Regions from separate parts of the Mus musculus genome. Here region 1 is linked to region 2. A link is a contact called in public Hi-C data. All regions are on one chromosome and are shown on one strand. Each heading gives the region's core, a stretch centred on a gene start, on an enhancer-like site or on the middle of the called end of the contact. The rest is flanking DNA. Distances are from core to core; before and after follow the strand shown.

Region 1 (5,511 bases), core at 1,245-3,744, 190 kb before region 2:
AAAAAAAAAAAAACATAAGTACACATCTCATATGTTCATAAATTTTTATTGGGGATAGACTAGGATAATCTTTCTTGCTAGCAGTGTGACAATAAATGTCATAAATGCCAGATAAATTATATATACTTCTGACCATGCCATTTTACTCCAGTCTGTTGAAAAAATAATAATAATAAAAGAGAATTGCTGGGAATGAATTTTGTGCAAAATTATTTATAATAAAACCACTACAATATTAGTTACTTTTGTGGCAAAAATATCTGATGTAAACCATATAAGAAAGGAAGGACTTATTTTGCCTCATGGTTCTTTTGGCTCTTTTGCCTCAGAGCTGGTTGGCTCCATGTGTTTGGAGAGATCATGGCAGTAAGAGCATTTCATAGACAGCTGTTCATATTTCAGTGGATGAGAAGGGAGAGAGGGAGGGGACATAAGGCCAAGAAGGTGATAGTCCTTAAATGTTGAGCCCTAGTGATTATTTTCTGCAGTGTAGCTTCATCTCCTAAAAGTTCACCAGCCTCACCTGTCCACTCCCTCCCCCCTACACACAAATAGCAATGAGTGACAGCATTCAAAACATGAACCTTATGGGGGATAGTTCTGATACAAATCATAACAATACCAAACAAACTTACTGTGTTACAGTTTACCTACCCACTGGGAAGGAGGGGCTCTTCGGGGAAAATACGTTCACATAGCATTTTAATAACATAAGGCATATTTATGTTTCTAATTATTAATAATTTTATTTACCTAACATCCCTAATGTTGCACCCCTCTCAGTTCCCTGTCACAAAATTATTCCCCCCCCTCCCCTTCCCCCTCCCCTTTGCCTCTGAGGGTGGCCCTCCCTGGCATCTCCCCTCCCTGGAGCATCAAGTCTGTGTAGGATTAGGCCCATCCTCTCTCACTAAGGCCAGACAAGGCAGTTCTCTGCTACATATGTGGCCTCAGACCAGCTCTTTGATTGGTGTCTTAGTCTCTGGGAGCTCTGTTCTTCCTATGGGGTCACCATCCCCTTCAGCTCCTTCAATCCTTCCCCTAACTCTTCCATAGGGGATCCTCAACCTCACTCCAATGCTTGCCTGTGAGTCTCTGCATCTGTCTCAGTCAGCTGCTGGCAGAGCCTCTCAAAGGACATCCATGCTAGGCTCCTGTCTTCAAGCACAACCTAGCATTAGAGACATGCTTGTGCTTTAAAATGAGATAAAACCTGGGTGTAAATTTACAGATAAATGTAGGCTTCAGCTGTGAAAAAGGCAAAGGACTAGAGAAAAGTCAGTACTTGACTGCTTTGTGGGTGGAGCCTAGACTATGGCATCGTATTTCACACCCTGCCAGTTTGTTGATAGTTGTATCTATGATATTAGACAAAGGCACATAACCCACCCTCTCTGCTACTTGAATGGTCTTAGCAACATTTCATAGCTGTTTACTTAACTACGTACAACAATTCTTTTCTCTGAGTCTTGTCAACAAGGGATGACATCATGATGTCCCAGCAAACAAGGAAGCTGGAATGATTAAGGAGCTGAAGATCTTGATCTTGAAGCAACCCTCATACTACAACCTACAGAAGCCCCCGAGTCTATATCTCCATACCACTTGGACGATGCGTTTTCAGATACCTGTGACTTAATTAACCTCCTGGCTTTCTCACTTGACTTTCCTGACTACTTCAAAGGCACCAAAGAGGATCTACACTTCAAAAAGAAGCAGGTGCATCTCTCAGATCAGGCTTGCCATTTCAATGTAACTGGTTTAAAGCTGAGGGGATGTGTTCTAATACAATTGGCTATATGCTTCAATTCAAAGATTTATAATGAGCAAGTAGGCCATGTTAGGCCATCCACTTCCTTGACTATTCAAAGGAAACCTTCATCTAAGACTGCTGGGGTACAGTTTCTGTAAAAGGCTTGGTTGGGAAAGGGCTGGAGATGACACCAGAGTCTCAACTGTAAACAAACACCAGCAATCCTTGCAGTGACTTCGCTTCCACTACAAACACATGACGTCATCAAGAGCATTCCGTGGAAGCATCACTTTAAGATCGGAGTGCCCCAGCACCATTTATCAGCTCTCTGATCCCACCATGTGCTTCCAGAGAACACACTGCTCAGTTGGGGAAGCAGACTGGACATGCTTTTCTCATTCCCAGAGTGCTCTAGCATCTTTGCCCCTTATTTCTTGTCCTCATGGGAGTGCCGCAGCTGCAGTCTTCAGTTTCAGCTGCTTTTCTTGAGTAAGCTTCTCTCTGCTCTCTCACTCAAGTTCTGTCTCTGGAGCAGCTCCACAGCCACATTGTTAGCAAGAACTTCATCGCTGCCAATTTGTCCATTTTTACCATTTTCTGGAGTAAGTGACAGATATATGAGAGTCTCTGCCACCAAAAATAGAAGCCGTGATCTAAGTGGCCTAGCCAAGACCGTGCACTAGATAGTAATTTATGTCTTTAACAGTACTCAGCACGGGCCTTCAGAAGGTCTACTATTGAGTTCTTATCAGACCAACTACAGAAATAGGAGTTTTGTTTCCTGTTATTGCAGCCCTCGTGGAGTTGGAGAAATGCTCCTGGTTTCCTTTAATAAAGTTTTCTTTCTAAAACAATCAAGACTGTAGTAAACACTGACTCCAGGGGGGTAAAAAGGTTCATTTAATGAATTTCCAGTAATGCTTGTACTCTGAGCATTGTTTTCAGCCCTAAAAGATATGAAAGTTTAATTATGAATGTCACAGAGGCATTCCATTTTTGCTTCAGTCCCTCATATTGTCACCGAGATTTCCCATACTCAGGGGCTGTTATGCCCAGAAGAAATGGCTGGGCAGACCCTGGGTGGGTGTCTGAGCTGTTTGCCCCAAAGTTTCAATTTAGAAACGAGATAACTAAGGCCTATTGCACTGTCCAACCCTCAGAAAGTGTTGGAGAACTGTAGATTTTCCACTGTTGTTTTTATCTCTGTTTTTCCCAGAACTCAGTCTGAGGTTCCACTTTTAAGCTCTTAGAGCCCTTCGAGTGCTATGTTGCCTTACCCTGTCACCCTAGCTCCTCCTTTGATTTCAAGCTTCTTCCTTCCTTGGTCTTTCAGTAGAACTGGAAGGATGCTATGAACCTGCTTCATTCAGATCTCTTAGATGGCTACAAAGTCGACTCGAGAGCCTATATTTGGAGATTTAGCCATGCATGTGGTCTTTCCCTCCTCTGCCTACAGTTCACGGCTAGATTTTTATTTACCTTCTTCTTCCTCTTCCTTTCCTCTCCACCTAACCTTTAATTCTTTCTGTGCTGGGGATTGTTACCACTGTACTACCTTCCGTGCTTAGAGTTTTGAGACAGGGGCTGCATCTCTCCTTCCTCAGCCTCCCAGATGTGGGGATTATAGCCATGCACCATTGTGTCTGGGTACGCTGGGGTTTTTCTTGATTGCTGTGGTGAAGTCCTGCCACTTGGTAGTTATATAATTCCTACTCTCCCTTAGAGGCATTCTTTGTCCTTATCCATGTTTTCTTCATTTTCTCCCCTCTTTCCTTATTAAATCCATTACATTCTCATTCAGCATGCCTTTACCTAGTATAGCTGTATGTCTTAATATAGAACACCGACTAATGTGTATAATCAATATACCCAAAGTCACAAGAAAGTAGTGAGGTAGCAGCCACCCTATTGGGAGGAAGCTCTCACCCATTCCTTCCCTTCCATTCTTGTATTACAGTGTAAAAACGAACTGCCATCGTAAACATTCTGATTCTCACACTGGACTTAGCTGCTTCTCTCCATGGTCTGACATTCTGTAGGCAATCAAGTTTATCCTGCTCTTAAAAATCTGACCCCCTCATCTCCAGGAACTCAGGTCCAGAGCTTCCTCTCTGGAGTGTTAACCCGTGTTTTGATAATTAGCTTGATAGTTCAATGTGTCTTGAGTGGAGTTTAACAACGTAACATGAGCTGACTGGGAGCCATCATGAGCTTTGACACCATTAACCTTGGTTACTACATTAAATGTTTTTGTTAATGGAAGTGCAGTGGGTCTCCTTAGGGGCCCATGCTGGCCTTAAACTTACCATACTTCTGCCTCTGTCTTGTGCATTTTAGGATGACTTGCACAGGGCCCAACTTTTTTGGCATTATGATATGAGGTCTGTGCATGTATGAGGATACATTTATAGTGATTTGGGATGCAGGCAGTCCAAGGAGCACAAGTTAGACATGTCTGGTACAGTATTGCACTGCCACATTCTGGTCCAGACTTCCTCCTATGGCATCTCATCTCCTAGGTCACTGGTTATAAGAATGGCAGAGGTTCAGAGTTGCTGCAGCCTGTCTGTGAACATGTACTACCGAGGAAAATACCCAATACACATACTCCAATTGTGTTATTTGGATTTAAGCTTGACCGAGTTACGTTTGAATCATTTCTGACCAAATCTTGAGTAACAATGGGTATTTGTCAGTTTAGGGATGTCTATCTAAGAACATTCTAGATCAGCCTGCTTCTAACTTGCCACTTAGAACTTTATCAGGAGAGAGGGAGGCCAGTTTCTTTCCAGGATGTACTCTGCATATTCTTTGGGAATCTAGAAGAAAGGCTGAGATAGACCAGTGATCTGAGACATGTTGGGATGTGGCTGTGTGTAAGACTCATGATGAAGACAAAATATAGTTTATTATCTCTTTTCTTCAGCTCCTCCATGACAATAAGTATTTCATTGAGTTCCTCAGTACTCACAAAGTACCAAATAAACCCTGGGAAGTTCCAGGTTGACTCATTGGGAACTTTCTCAGAAGGCCAGGGAGACATCTTGTGAGAAATGCTCACACTCACAGAATCAACTCAAGACTTCTTTCCCTCCCAACAGCACTCTTTTATTTTAAACTTTTCAAAAAAATTAATTGTATCTATGCTTATGCACACCTGCAGGCAAGCATGTCTGTATATGTATATGATATATATATATATATATATATATATATATATATATATATATATATATATATGTGTGTGTGTGTGTGTGTGTGTGTGTGTGTGTGTACATGTATGTAAAAGTACATGTATGTATATGTGTGTATGTATGTGTACATCCACCTGCACCTTCATATGTATATGTGTATGTGCTCTACCCTGGAGCTGGAGTTGTGGATAGGCCATTGTGAGCCACATGATGTGCATGCTGGAAATCAAACTCAGATCCTCTGCAAGAACAGTTTGTGCTCTTAACTGCTGAGCCATCTCTCCAGCCCCCAACAGCTGTCTTTGGATAAGCAGAGGGGAGGGCACTGGAACACAGAACATCTGTTTGCTGGGCAGCTGGGAAACATGGTTGTTGCCCAGTTAAAAACATCTCGAAAAATCTGCATTGGCTACTTCATCCCTGGAAAGGGAAAAAAAACTGTCTTAATAACAGTAAAATTTACTCCTACATGAAGGGTATTTGGATTACTTCATTGAACATCGGAAATAAAAATAAGCAAAACAAACCTTGCCAGGGAAAAGATGAATCATGTGGCCTGACAAT
Region 2 (5,523 bases), core at 2,774-5,273:
GCCCTTTGCTCTTTTAAGTCCACAGACCATGACGACTCTATTACTGGACTCAAGCCTTTCTCCCACTAGAAAGGACTGGGGAGCCATTAGCACTGGCGTCCAGGGGTAGGAGTCCTTATGAGCCTCTTACCTTCGTAGTTTCCTTCCTTCCACCAGCTGCTGATAGATACACTTCTTTCCCAACTTGGAACAGGGTTTTCCTTTCTTGGAGTCTTTTAAGCTTTTCTGCATGGTACTTTGGGCCCTGTGAAGACAGAGGAGCAAAACCATTTTAGTGGTGGTATGTTGAGATTCACCTTGCCTCTTCATGTCTCTGCTCCTTTCTCTTAAGTGAAAAACAGTCTCACAGGGAGAAGGCCAGCAGGCCGGACAAGTCAAAGGGGCCTCCACTCACCTGAGTTCTTTTCCTGCTTGGCAGAAATTCCAGCACTTCTTGTCTTTTTGGTGAGCGCACTGACATCTAACTGCCTGGTCTGTGGCCTTATTGGGAAGTAAGTCTTTCAAGGAACGCTTGGACCTGGAAGAACCTCCCAGTCCATACGGTACGACGCGCCTATTATGGAAAGAGAGAAGGAAGATATTAGCTTAATTAATAATCTTTCAGACGACTCATTCTTTGGGCATACAATTCAGAGAGCATTTGGACAGTGCATGATAGCAAAGATAATGGAAGCCATTTGGCATGTCTGCCCATCAATGGTCCTCAGTGTATGTCCCCAAATGGGAAAACACGAACTTTTTTTTTTCTGATTCAATGACATTCCATTTCAATACTTAACAATGATATCCCATTTCTTCTAGAGAGCTTTGTTCCAAATTACAACCTCTGTTTGGGCTTCTGCTTTGTATTTTCTTTCTTTTCTTGTCTGTTTTCTGGTGGTTGTGGGGCCAGAAAACAGAAGGACTACAGCCACACCAAAACTTAAGATTTCTAGACAGACTGCAGGGTGGAGCCTGGCATATTGGTGCACTGCTCCTAAAGTTTGGTAAAATTGAATGGCTGTGAAGGACTCAGTGTCAAAATGCTCTCCGATAAATTGCAAGGAATCCATTTCAATTCTCACAACAAGGAACGCAGTCCTCCCCTTGGTAGAAACACTACTAAGGATTAGGTCCGCGGTGGTTTGGGTCTGGTTTGTTTTGGAACGTGGCCAGCCATTGTAGACAGACTAAATGTGTTTGTTCTCTCTGATGATTGCTCCTGATGAGTGGACTAGGGTTGGGGGCTGAGGGTAAAACAGCCTCGGTTCCCTTGGAAGGTACAAGAGAAACCCATGGGTACTGTTCTGATCTCTGCCTTGAAATACAGTTTTCTAAAGACGAAGGAGAGATGCAAGAAGTACCCGACTCTAGGCTATCCCTCTGGAATAGATGGTATTGTGCCTCTCTGAGAAGTACAGGTAGACTACTCTACATAGGACCTGGGCTATTAGGTCCCATGTCCAGAGCCTCCTGCTAAGTTAGTCTATCCCTTTCTTGTCTTTAAATGCATAGCCCCGTCCTGCTTGTCCTCAGCCAATCTGATCTGTCCCACAGGAAGCAGCCTGACTCTCCCTTACCCCCAGCCTCTCAGAAGACACTCTCCAAGATTGCTACCACTAAGCTGACCTGTCTCAGTCAGCAGGGTTTCCCTTGGGAGCCACGGTTTTTTGTCTTCAGAAACGCTAAAGACAGAAGCTTCCCAGAACAGAAACTCCAGCCTGGGCTCTCCAGGCTCCAGAAAGCCCCAGTAGTAAGAGATGGCTAGGGTTACAATGCCCTCTAGAGACTCACTCGGGAGTGTTGACCCAGATGATGTCCAGGTGGCAGAAGTAGACACACTCCTTGTCCATCAAGGAAGAACAGGAACAGCGCTTGGACCTGCGGGGTCTCCAGGGTGTGCTGGGAGGGGGGCTCTGCACTCCATTCTCAGCTCCGGTGCTGAGTTCGGCTCCCAAGACAGCTGTGAAGAGAAGAGAGGGTCAGATTGGTAGTAATATCTTTCTTCAGGCGTCCAGAGCAAGCACCTGCACCCTAGTATTCAGGTCAGATCTAGCAGCGCAAATAGAAGCAGACAAGGCATAAAACTGCCTTTAGCCAGAAACACAAACAGAAAGAAAAGAGCTTCCTTTGTTCTCCGTGCCTAACAGGACTTCACCCTTACCCTGGCTGGCTTATCCACCTGCAGGGAGATCACACACACACACACACACACACACACACAGAGAGAGAGAGAGAGAGAGAGAGAGAGAGAGAGAGAGAGAGAGAGAGAGAGAGAGGAAAGGACTCCCCAGCCTTCTGAAGCCGCTTTGAAGTAGATACTGTCTGGTGGAATTTTGAGGGAGTCCATACCTGAGACATAGAATGGCACAACTCCCATAGATTAAACTGACAGGTGGCCACCAGCAAATAATATAGACTGCCTATTCCTGGCTATGGAGACATGTTCCCTACTCAGGATAAACTCTTTAGGGGTTTCCACCCCATTCCAGCGTGTGTAGGGGCACAGACCAGTCTAGGTGGCATATGGGTGCCTTTTTATAATAGACAGAAAGCAAAAACTTTCAGAAAATGCCTGGACACCGAAAAGAAACTAACTTTACAATATTCACTTCAGGTGGGAGACAAGTTGCCACTGACGGAAGAGAAGGTACAGCTGCTCAGGGAACCCAGGGAAAGTACCCCGTGGGTTCAGAATTCAGAATCTTTGGGCAGCACAGCTTGCTGTGGGACTTGACACCTCCCTCTGGCCCAACACAGCATCGCCGCGCAGTTTATCTGCTCGATTTTGTTCATTCCAAACGATCAGACACATTCCAGGGCTTTCACCCTTTTGACATCCTTTCTCTTTGCTTAGGGTCATGAAAAGACAAAAAGAGGGCACTGACCCTCAAAAAACAGGATGGGAGGAGAAAAGAACCAGCTGTGGCCCGTACTGTCTAATTCCTTAATCAGGCAGGAATGATCCCGGCTCCCCTCCCAGGACAGGTGAATACAACTGCAATAGAGCTCACAGTGTTTGAAGATGCCAAAAACCTGCCAAATGAAACCTTAAGTCAATAGTGACAAATTTTAAAGAAAGCATGTGCTTCGCCCTGAAACCGCCTGCGGGGTTATTCAGCGCATGGTTGATCGGCAGGTGATTTCCCTGCTCACGGTGTGCCTGCATGACCCGAATAAAATTCCTTGGCTTTAAGTTGGAGTGTTTCAATATTTTACACATTAGCGCACTATCAAGACAACGTTTGAATAAGCCCCTAAATGAACCGTGCAACCCTAAACACACTTATTTCAAAATAGATTTTTGCTTCAGCTGTACTGCTACAACGTTATTTTGAAGCTATGCGATACTCGGTTGTAGTCAGTTGTATTCAAACAGGGGTTTTATTTCTTTCGCTTCACACAGAAGTTAATTAATTGTAAGGCACTTGCTGCTGGAGCTTCAGTAATTAAAAAAATAAATAAAAAGGAAAGAATGAAAGAAAAGAAAGAAAGAAAAGTGGAAAACAGAAGCGATAACTGCGCTGCGCTGAAGTAGAAAGATTCGCAAGTGGCGCCTACCTGTTTCTGGAGCTCCTTGGAAAGTCACGAACAGCAGAGAGAAGATCACGGGAAAATAATCCATTCTGCAAAGGGGTCAGAAGAGTGGGGAAAAAGGAAAAAAAGAAAACTCGGTTGCAAATGGAACTCAATGCAAAACGAAGAGGACGGTGTCTGGTCGCTCTGATCGCCTCTGGGTTTTTTTGTTTTTTGTTTTTTGTTTTTTTTTTAGATCTCAGCGCGGTCCTCAGCAAGTGGCCCTTCCACTGGGGCGAAAGCGTCGCGGGCAGCCGGGAGGCAGCGCGCAAGGACAGCGGAGCAGACCGGGTCAGGCTCTCAGCGCCGGTGCAGGAACGCTTCTGACTCGGACAGTTCTCCGCCGCCTTTTTATATTGAACCCCTATAGAGTGGGGGTAAACAGCTCTGACTTTATTCCAGCCCTAAACAATGTTATTGTGTGATTAGTCACCCACAGGCAACGTGCAGCCAGAGATAAGACCCGGCTCTAGAGGAAATCACGGCTAACTTCAGAGGCAGACGCCCGCCGTCTGACAATCCAGGGGCAGGGCTAAGAAAAAGAAAACACCCACTAGACAGAGACCGCTGCAGAACCTGCAGAGAGCAGCAGCCCGCTTCCCCTTTTGCTAGCTGCCAGCCCCAGAGTTCAAGAATCAAGAGTTTCTCCAGAAGCAAAGTCACCCCATTGGAATGAAAAGTATGAAGTACAATTAAATAGATTGTATTGTGCGCGCGCAGGGGGGTGGGGTGGAGGTGGGGCTGATCATTGTTCACTTGATTTTCCTTTTATGTCTTTCTGATCAAACAAGGGGACGATCCCCACTCTTCGCTCTTGAATCCCAGCTACTGGGGCGGGCGGGGAACCAGATTAGTTTGGAAGATCACCCTACTTTTCCACCACCACCCCTTCCACCAAGTCTTTTCTAAACTAAAGTACTTCGCATTTGAGGTGAGAAAGATTCCGTCAGGAGTTAGCAAGGAAGGAAAACTAAATAATAATGATAACAACAACAATGTGGTTTTGTCAGGTACATCCTTATCTCCCTAGTATCGCCGATCAGAAGTACACGTACACACACACACACACACACACACACACACACACACACACACACTCGCCCTCCAATATTTCTTGTGCCCAGCCTCTCCCTGGGAATTGCTGCTATCGCGAAGGATCTTGAGAAATGGCAGAGACGACCGCCAGGGGGAGATGGAGAGCTGCAGGGGCTTATGCTTTAATAAGATAAAACAACTAAAGCCTCGGCTTCTAAATGATTAGTAACAAGCTGTGGCCAGGCAGAGAAGGGGCGCCTCACATACTAAAGAGAGGTGGCTTCAGGGCATTCCATTATTCCCTTCCCCGACTTTCCAGAGTCTCCTCCACATCACTTTGCTTCTTTACTCGGGCAAACCTGCGGTCTGTGCTTGATTAGAAAGCTACAAGGGGGGTGTGGGGAGGGAAGGACTGCCGATGCTGAATATGTGCATCAGATCATACCTCACCCTTTAATAACGTGTTTACATTTTCCAAACAGTTTCCTGTCTATTTTACCATGAAAGACTCCCTCCCCCAGGTGTCCATGGGTTATTAAGGCACAAGTGACAACATGTCTTCATGAATAAAGCAAAACACACAGAAAACACGTTGGCTTTTTTCAACAAGCTCCCGGAATGCCCATAAGCTGGAAACAACACACAGGATCCACGCAGAGTGGTTTCCCTAGGATGCTACCACAAAGGTCCCTTCTTCATCCCGTCTTGTTTGACTTCAGTTTTCCCTGGGAGTAGAGGCCAAAATAGACTCAATCCAGTCCATGCAACCATTTATTTCTTCACCTCTACAATCAAAAGGCAGACTTGATAGCAATACCCACGCTGTGGACAGAGACATGCTTAGGCCTAGTGACCTCTCTGGGAATCTCAGTAGGGGAGACACAGCAGCAGCAGCAGCAGCAGCAGCAGCAGCTTTAGGTCACTAAGAACTCT

The links. Hi-C and Micro-C count contacts between places; a contact is called where the count stands out from the background.
Region 1: a contact with region 2 is called in a Hi-C map of uterus, with 4 times the contacts expected there. The contact joins the enhancer-like site here to the promoter of Edn1 in region 2. A contact is called at or near these places in 6 of 39 promoter capture datasets (the 3T3-L1 cell line, the SN4741 cell line, hippocampal neurons and 2 more), 2 of 15 datasets of contacts at CTCF or cohesin (both in the NIH/3T3 cell line), 7 of 484 Hi-C or Micro-C datasets (the HPC-7 cell line, embryonic fibroblasts, liver and 2 more), 6 of 115 datasets of contacts at active chromatin or transcription factors (bone marrow-derived macrophages, cardiomyocytes, embryonic stem cells and 2 more) and 2 of 9 other capture datasets (adipose tissue and macrophages).

What each region holds. Positions count from the first base shown.
Region 1 is chr13:42,491,179-42,496,689 of GRCm38.p6, reverse strand. No RefSeq gene overlaps it. Among named protein-coding and RNA genes, the nearest start is that of Gm32833, 91 kb to the right of the region's middle. Within about 2 kb of position 2,494, at least 5 of the 459 cell types and tissues checked have an H3K27ac peak or open chromatin away from gene starts, as enhancers often do. A contact at or near this core is called in uterus, where this site is marked.
Region 2 is chr13:42,299,976-42,305,498 of GRCm38.p6, reverse strand. Edn1 (endothelin 1) reads right to left here and starts at 4,023. Exons shown (of 5, transcript NM_010104.4): 1 at 3,541-4,023; 2 at 1,774-1,942; 3 at 395-553; 4 at 131-244. The coding sequence starts at 3,604.